2 separate regions of the Mus musculus genome follow, and region 2 is linked to region 1. Evidence: chromatin contacts called from public HiChIP or PLAC-seq data. All regions are on one chromosome and are shown on one strand. Each heading gives the region's core, a stretch centred on a gene start, on an enhancer-like site or on the middle of the called end of the contact. The rest is flanking DNA. Distances are from core to core; before and after follow the strand shown.

Evidence for each region. HiChIP or PLAC-seq counts read pairs in DNA pulled down with a chosen protein or histone mark.
Region 2: an H3K27ac HiChIP or PLAC-seq map of microglia shows a contact between it and region 1, with 5 times the contacts expected there. The contact joins two enhancer-like sites. A contact is called at or near these places in 1 of 15 datasets of contacts at CTCF or cohesin (large pre-B cells), 8 of 484 Hi-C or Micro-C datasets (adipose-derived mesenchymal stem cells, cerebellar granule neurons, cortical neurons and 4 more), 3 of 115 datasets of contacts at active chromatin or transcription factors (embryonic stem cells, fibro-adipogenic progenitors and microglia) and 1 of 9 other capture datasets (embryonic stem cells).

Annotation. Positions count from the first base shown.
Region 1 is chr2:27,562,229-27,566,588 of GRCm38.p6, reverse strand. No RefSeq gene overlaps it. Among named protein-coding and RNA genes, the nearest start is that of Gm52506, 8.8 kb to the left of the region's middle. Within about 2 kb of position 2,613, at least 9 of the 459 cell types and tissues checked have an H3K27ac peak or open chromatin away from gene starts, as enhancers often do. A contact at or near this core is called in microglia, where this site is marked.
Region 2 is chr2:27,919,730-27,924,089 of GRCm38.p6, reverse strand. It overlaps Col5a1 (collagen, type V, alpha 1), which reads right to left. Exons shown (of 66, transcript NM_015734.2): 2 at 1,906-2,073. Among named protein-coding and RNA genes, the nearest start is that of Col5a1, 35 kb to the right of the region's middle. Within about 2 kb of position 1,844, at least 12 of the 459 cell types and tissues checked have an H3K27ac peak or open chromatin away from gene starts, as enhancers often do. A contact at or near this core is called in microglia, where this site is marked.

The DNA of each region.
Region 1 (4,360 bases), core at 1,364-3,863:
GTGGGGGGAGGAACTCAGAGGTGGGGGTGAGCTGTGGCTCTATTCGTAGCTCAGAAACACCACCCTGCAGATTCCCTACCCAGTTCCTTTTTGTCTAGAATAAAGGTGGGGTTTGCACTACTGAACCAAGATGCAAGGATGCTTTTAAGGAGAAATGTCAGGTCCTGGTCCCCAACTTCATCTGACCTCCTGCTGCACCTGTCCACAGGGGCTGCCTCTGTCCTTCTGCTCCTCAGGGATGGCCCCTGTGCTGAGCTCACCCCAGGACACCCAGCTCCTCCTGATGCAAGGGAGGGAAGTATAGAGGGCAAGCAAACATGGAGGAGCTAGGGCTCACGGTGGCCATGGGTAAATGTTCACTGTGCTCAGTCTCTATGCAGGCCCATTGCTTTCACCAAGCTGGGATCAAGTTTGTCTTTCTAACAAATCTCCACGCAATACAGGTGCCACCCCAGGGCCCTGGCTTCAGGAAGTGGCTGGCAAATCCCTGGTCCTTTCTACCCCCACACCAAGCTCCCTGTGCACTACTCTCTCGGCCCCTCTTGTGGTACATCTGGGACAGGCCCTGTGCTGTCTCTTATTGTCTCCAAAATGCAAAATTACTGCTGGCATCATGTCGTTGTACCGAATTAGCCACACTTAACTCAAGTGCCTGCCATCGGCAGCTACTGCGAGCCTGGGCGCCTGGGTGTGCCTGAGACTCTGCACAAACTGACTCAGTCCATGCCACGTGAAACCCCAGGTGGCAGCACCTAGCCCTGGCCCTGCCCTGACCCATCAACCTGAGCCCCAAGCCCTGCAATGTCTCACAGGGGCAGCAGTGAAGATTAAAGGATTCTAAAGGCATCCACAGGGCTCTGGGACCTCCACCTCTTAAATGCCAGGTAACCTGGTACCCGAAAGAAAAACAGAATCCCAAGGAAGCGGTAGGCAAGCACCTGAAACCTCTCTTTGTAATGAGAGTGAGGCTGTGAAGAGAAACAACGGAAAGAGCCTTCCCTAGGGAGGGGCTGTGCTGGCCTCTAGGGCTCACTTCCTCAGACACTTGCTCCTGCTGACATGCTGAAGGGAAGGACAAGGGGACTCTCTACAGGAGTGTCCAGAAAAGAAAAGCACCAGCCTCATTCCTGCCTTGGCCATCAGGGCAATACCCTTGCCTCCAAGGGTCTCTGCACCTACCTGCATCCTGCCTCCACGACATCTAGGCTCAGGCCTTCTGGCTCCCCGCCCAGAGAGTCTCCACAATCTTTCCAGTCTATCTGACCAGAAAACTCACCCCCCTCCCCAGGAACCCGTGGGTCTCTGTATTGGAGTCTATCCTCTCTCCATCAGCAGGGCTATCTCCCCTGGAAGCACGCCTGGCACTAGATGGCACTTCATCAGTTGTGCTAGGCCTCTCCCATTCAGCCACAGCTTTGTGGGTGTTCTTTTTCTCTGGCAGGGAACATGCCTGTCCCCTGGGCTCAGGATATAGCTGGTCAGTGAGGGTTCACAATGCTGCTCCCCACTCCCCACAACCCCCATTCTGCGACAGCTGAACTGCACAACCCCGCTGAAGAGCCAGGGATGTGGTAGCATCTGGAACACAGGACACAAGCTGGAAAGGGAGCCAGGGCTGAGCCATATGCTCTGAAGGGCACTCCAGGGTGAGGCACTCCTCCTGCTATATGCCAGGCTCACAAACCCCTGGGCTCAGAAAAGGCCCTACCTCTAGAAGAGAGGCAGGACTTTGGGCTACAAGCTCAGGAGCCAAGAGCCTGCCGGGCATGCCTGGCACCCAGCACTAAGTACTTAGCAAGCACTTGCCTTGTCCGGGACCACATCCTGAAGGACTGGAGCCTGCCTTGAGAAGGGTACCAGAGAAGCCCTGTGGGCATCACCAAAGCTCAGATGTAAGGTCACGAAGGGAGCATGCTGCAAGCCTCAAGGGTCCCAAGAGAGGCCCCCGTAGCTTGACTTTGAGGGTACTGGGAGCAATGGAAGGATTGGGGCATGGGAGGTAAGGGTCAGACCAGACAGCTTCTGCAAACATCTACCCATCCCCAGTTCAGGGGCACCCTAACCTGGACAGCCCAGGTCCAGTTTGACGGACAGGTGGCCTCAGGGTTAGCAGTGGCTCCAACCCCAGACATTCCAAGAACTGGGTAAGACCACACCACATTTAGAACCAGCCTGTCCGTTAGGATCCAGTTCCACACAGGCTGCCCAAAAGGAGTCAGAAAAGGGACACAGGATTCTGCCTAGAGCTGAGCGGGTAACTTCCCATTGCCTGGCTGCCCAGGTCCAAGGTTAGTCCCTTGGAGTCCCCTTGCTTCTCTCCAGTTCAGGGTATAGGATACAAAGTATAAAGTTTAGAATTGTGGTCTTCCTCCTCTTGGAGTCACCTCCATTCCAAATGTGCCAGCACCTCAACTGTAAACCTCAGTTTCCCGTTGTGACAGGTGTGTCATCAGGTCTGCACAAATGCTGAGCCTGGAGAAACCTGAGCCTTTACTGCTGAGATAAAACATAGCAGCAGAGCCACACGGCCTGCCATTCGGCCACAAGCACCAGCAGTGGGCAGCCATGTACTCACAGACTTGACAGGAACCCCCTGTCGAAGGTGGTTCCTCATTGTCTCATGTGGCCACCATGAGGAATTCAAGGAACTGGAACTTTACTACTGACACCAGCCTCCCCTATTTCCTTTTCGTTGCTTGCGAGACTTCTCAGCTGTCAAGAGTTCACATATCCTAGGTTGGGGCGTCCCCGTGAGGACTTCTGTTACCTGTCAGCTTGTCTGGAATCTAGAATCGCCAGGGAGATGGGCTTCTGAGCATGCTTGTGGGGGAATTATCTTGATTACATTAATTGATATGGGAAGACTCATAGTAATTGTAAGTGGTGCCATTCCCTAGACTGCGGTCCTGAGAAAGGGCACCAAGCTGTGGCATATCTGGTTCCTGGTTGTGGATTCACCATGGACAGCTTCACTCAGCTCCTGCAGCCTTCACACACACCATGAACTTGAACTGTGATCTGCAATAAACCCTTTCTCCCTTAAGTTGCTTCTGCCAGAGGGTTTTAATACAGTAAAAGGAAAAATATTTTTAAGAGGGTCCCCATGGACCAGGTAAGAAGTTTAGGGGTATAGAGACATCTGGGCCTCAGGATAAGGAGACAGGGAAGGGACTCAGGGACACATCTTAGAGCCACAAAGCCAAGCAGGGGAGGGTGTGACCTCGGTCCTCATGACCATGATCAGCCCCTGTGCCTCTACCTTGACATCACACTCTCCTGCTCCATTTCTTCTGGCCCCTGAGCCCATGAGGTGCCTGGTCTGAGACTGCTTGATCACACCTTGCTCTGCGCTAGAGAAGGAGAGAGGGGGACAAAGCAAAAGGAGCCTCATGCAGCCTCAGGGCCAGAAGCCAAGCTACCCCACAGCTGCCACAGTACCAGTAGTTGACACCTGCCCCTCTGCTGACACCCACCAGACAGCCACAGAAAATAAAGAGCCAATTAGCACACATCTTCCAGAGATCCTTCTACAGGTCAGCTGTGCTATAGTTCTGCCTTTGCACAGCCCCGGGCTCTCCTCCACCTCTCTGTCCGTCTGTCAGTCTTGGTGGGGACTTGGGGGGTAGAGAGAGTCTACATATGCTTGTTTGCCTCCCTTCCTTGGCCTCCCCTCTCCCTGCCACCCATCTAATGGCACCAGCTGAGAGGGCAGCCACGCGCTGAGTCACAAATCTTCCATGTTATTCCCTCTCCTTTATTTACACCGGGCGCACAGTAGCAATTCAATCTGAAAAAGCACCGTGTTTTCAGAGGCGTGTGGCCGGAGAAATTGATGTTTGTGTTAATCAATCTTGTAGGAGCCTGAGGGGCTCAGAGAGGTGCCTCTCGAAAGATTTCCTCTATTGATTGATTGGAGCCCAAGTAGGGAGGGGTGGGGAGAAATCAACACTCTCAGAGCCTGGAAGCCAAGGAGCTGGGTCAGAGTACCCTAGGAGCTCTGCAGCACCCTGGGGGCCCCACAGTTTCTTCTCATCAAAGTTTGGGCAGGCTGTGTAATGGGATTCTTGGCTCTAAGGATAGATCTTTATGTCACCTGTTTTCCATCTGGGAGGCCTGGGGACATCCATCCCTTGTGTCATAATCCTCTCACTACCCACTGGGTGAATCTATGGCCTCCAGAGGTTTTTAGGGCTCAGTCCTGAAATAACCCTGCAGCAGGGGCAGCTGGAGATGGGGCTGTGGACAGAACAGCCATGGGGCCTCAGTTGGGCTCCTTCATCGTGGAAAGTCCCTGGGCAGTGGCCTAGAGCAGACTGTCTACTGGCTCTGCTGTAAATGGGGGCGGGGGGGGGGGGCACAC
Region 2 (4,360 bases), core at 595-3,094, 360 kb before region 1:
ATTCAAAATAATTGGAAGTTCAGGGTCATCCTTAACTGTAAAGCAAAATCTAAGGCTAGTCTAGAACAGCTGAGACCGTGCCAAAAACAAATACAGTAAAGGCCCACGGTTCACCCCGCACACTGGCAAGTCTAAGGCAGAGGACACGAGCTGAGGGCAGGCTGAAGACAGGCACTGTGCCTGTAATCCCACTGCTTGGGAGGTGGCAGCAGGAAGACTGGGAGTTCAAGGTCTCCGTAGCTGCTTGGCAAGTTCAAGGCCAGCCTCAACCTACATGAGATTCCGTCTCAAAAACAAAATATCAACAAACTAGTCAACTACCAAAAAAATATCCCCTATCATGTTACTTGGGAATCCACTCCATTTCCTGGGCTCAGCTACCTGATCCTGTGAGAATTCTTACCATAAGCCACCCAGGGAGAAGAGAGTGACAGATGGGGATTCTAGCTACCTGCTCGGCTAGCCCCCTTGTCTTGGGTGACAATGGTAAGAATACAAGCATCAGTGAGCTCTGTATAGCTCCTTGGGCTGGGAGCCTTTCTTTTCTGCAGCCATCCCCATTTCAGCTTCATCATCATCACCTCCAGCCCTCTGTTCCTGACTAGCAGACCCTTCCAGCCTGGGCCCAGGTCTCCATGGCTCCAATTTGGGAATTCTAACTCTTGGGCCACAAGACAGAAAAATTACAACTCTCTGAAAACAGATGAGACTGAGTGTTCTCAAGATGACCTCCCCCCCCCCTCTGCAAAAATGTTTTCTCCAAAAATAAGGCATAGAATCCATCCCTGCAGCCCCTCACAAGGAAGGGTGAGGTTCCCGTTTAGAAAGGGTCGTGGTGGGACATTTATCTTTACAGAAGAATTAGAGGGGCATCTGTGAGCCAGGGTGATTCTGCACTAAAGGTGTGCTCCTTGGAGACCCCAGGCTGCTTCCCCTGTGGCTGCAAGGAAGGTGCATTGCGCACGAGATCCATCCATCCAAAATGATACCTTGGACCAAAGCACCCAGCTTCTTCCTCAGCTGTAAAGTCACAATGACTCCAGAGCAATGCTGAGTGGAGGACAAACCCTGACAGAAGACCAGAAGTGCCAACACCGGGGGGGGGGGGGGGAGGCAAAAGCATCATCCAGGGACACAGTGGGGACATGAGGGACAGCACAGGTTGCTAAAACTGCCCAATTCTGGTTCAATGCTGCGGTCATATCCAGACCATAAAAGATTGAATGCAGACTTCTAATCGCAAAAGAGGAGTGTCTGGCTGACCTACCTCTTACTCAGGTCAACAGAGTCAGGGCACCTCAGGCTAAGCTGGCAGGCCCTCCTGAGGCAGGGGAAGAAGAATCTATCACCTGCCCACACTGAATAAACCCAGGGCACTTAGTACCAGTAGATGTGGTAGAGAGGAGCTAACTCCCCTTGTGGGTGAATCACTTAGATGCACGCCTCTGTCCAACATGGTGGCTCCCTCTGGATACATAATTAAAAGTAGATGTCTGGCACCTGGCAGCAGACGCTCATTAAGAATCTCTCAAGCTCGCTGCCAGCCAGGGTTCTGGACTTGTGTCTCTTAATGTCACTGGCCCCAGTTAGGATTATGTTCCCCAGTATAAGCCTTTCTTCTCCATGACCTAAGATCTCACTTCATCTCACCTCCTTTCTGTCCTTTCTCATGGTGGTCTGTCATTAATGTAAACATGCCTACTTGTATCCCATTTAGCACAGACAAGGCCTTGCGCACACACAAGTGGTGAGTGGGTGTTGGTTTCACTATAATGAGGAAGACTCACACAAAGCACACCCACGGCTCTGGCACAACCACCCACTCCGGCTTCCTCTTTGGCCCTGGCCAGAAGCCTGAAGTCCCCAGCACTCTGCCACCCAGAACAGGAATGAGGCACCTCTTACCAGGGTACAGCTGCTTGGTGGGCATGCTGAGCTGTGCATCTTTAGAGACTCGGTAGGCAACATCCGGCTCGCTGGAAGATCTTCGAGTAGCACAGAAACCTGTGGTTTTCGTTACCCCTGAGGGCAAATTGTGAAAATCTAGCATCTCCAGAAGATCTGCTGGCTGAGCTGCAAAGACAGAGAAGCTATGTCAGCCCCAAGATGGACACAACTGAGGGGCACCCCCAAAGAGAAGGTGAATCTTAGACAACTGAAACCAGCAAACATCTGGTGTTCAGAAGAGACTGAGGGCTTGCTCAGGAGGGACACGTCTTAGAAGTGGCTCTATCTCCAACTAGTTGCCCAGGTTAGAGCCTGGCCTCACCTACACCCTCTGAAAGCCCCCAAACTTCCTTGTTTTACAAACTGCAGGGACTTCTTACTCCACATCCTCACTTGCCTGAGTCACACAATCTCCACTTCTTCTCAGCAACACTGGAGATAGGTCTGTCACCTAGACGCAGCCAGGAAGCCTCAATAGCTCCAGCAATCTCTACGGGGCTGTTTCCAACATTGGAGTGATTGACAGCTTAAGAAACTGCCAAGCAACCTCTAGTCTCTGCACTGTCTTTGATGTCATTTCGTCCCCCATGTTCCCACAACAGCTTAGAGCAAATATCCGATTTCTGTCTGGTATCAAAAGATTTAGGCCTGAATACCCAGGTCAGGAGAATGCTTGCAGGACGTCCCTTTAGGAAAGCTTCTGACACCCCATCCTCTGGGAGCCACTCAGAGGACAGCAGAAGCTTGACCCTCTGACCCCTGAAGTGCAGGCGCTTCCTCAAGAGCTCAACAGTTGCCCCTGCATTGGTTAGCTGTGCCAACTTGACCTTGTAAGAGCGATTCAGTGAGGAACTGTTTATACTGAGTTGGCCCGTGGGCATGTCTATGAGGGGTAGGTCTTTAACTAGCTAATATGGGAAGACACAGCCCACTACAGGTGGCACCATTCCCTAGGCATGGGGTTGTGAAGAATAACAGTGAGGCGATCAAGCTGAACACAAGCAAGCAGGTGAGTGTGTGTTCCATTCATTTCCCTCTGCTCTTGACTCTGGATGTGATGTAACCAGATGTTTGAAGTCCCTGCCTTGACTTCCCCACAACAATGAGCTGTAACCTGGAATTCTAAGCTGAAACAAACTGCTTTCGTCTCTAAGTTTCTTTTCGTTGGGGTATTTTTGTCCAGAGACAGAAATGAAGCTAGAACATCCCCAAACACAAAACATGCCCCCCTGACAAAGCCCCCTTTCCTTACATCTAGAGGCCTTTGAGTCCACACATGCCCGCCCCAGACTGCTTGTTTTCCTGTTTATGTATGTTCAGTTTGAGTTACATCAAATAGGAGGCTCTTGGATGTCCAGCAGAGAATAAATTTCAAAGTGCTACCCACAGGATGTGAAGCCCCTGACACATGGCCAAGCTGGACCAGTGTCGCACCATCCTGTGGCTTCGTCTAGGAAAAAGCTGTTCTGTGGGCTACATACACAGAAGATGAAGTCAGAGGGCAACTATCTCAAGGGAATCTAGTGCATGCATAGGCCAACTCTCGCAGTGCTAAATGGGCACCTGGATCCAGCTACGCCTGAAGCTATCATATACATGCCCATATGTTCATTCTCAGGCTTGTCCATATCAGAATACAACATATCCTGCTAAACACTCAGCACCCACATCTGACGACCACAGGAGGCTCATCTCTTGACTATTCCTCTCAAACTCAATTCACCTTCCTCCCCAAGTGGATTCCCCGGGAGGACAGTTGAACCGTTTTTAAGAAGGTGTTAAAGAAGAATGATCATGCAAGCTTCCTCAGGGTGAGGAGTCCTCCAACAGCAGCCACCGAGTCTCAAGCCTGACTCCTGTTAGCCTGCGCTCCAAGGCAACCTAAGTGGCCAGGTCTGTGCCAACTTCCTGACACCAGAGAAGGGTTCCCCACCCCTACAGGAAATCATTATGAAGGACAGCAGGGCACAGTGTGGACGGACGGCCCATTATTGACCCAGGATAGCCTCAACTCATTTCAGAATCCTGGCAGCTCTTAGGTAACCACCCAGTGTCCAGTTATTTGTGTATCTGTGCCCCCCCCCCAGGTACTCTATGTGATGACAAAGTCTTCACTGAGCTCTTGTTTAGTGAACATCACAGGCAATGCTGAGTGTGTTGGCAGAGCTGTGTGGCACAGTCCCAGGCCTGGACACAGCTGTGGGAAGATGGCCGTGCCAACTGCCAGCACACCTGGCCAGAACGACATAGCACCAAAGCCTGGGTCATCTCGGAAACTCAGCTCTAAGGCTGGCAATGGCCTGGGGAAGAGATGGGGATCCCAGCAGCGTTTCCTGGCCCTACATCACTGCATCTATACGATGATGCTCTTCCCAGACCAGGTCGAAGCCTGCTTTCCCCATTGTCAAAGCAG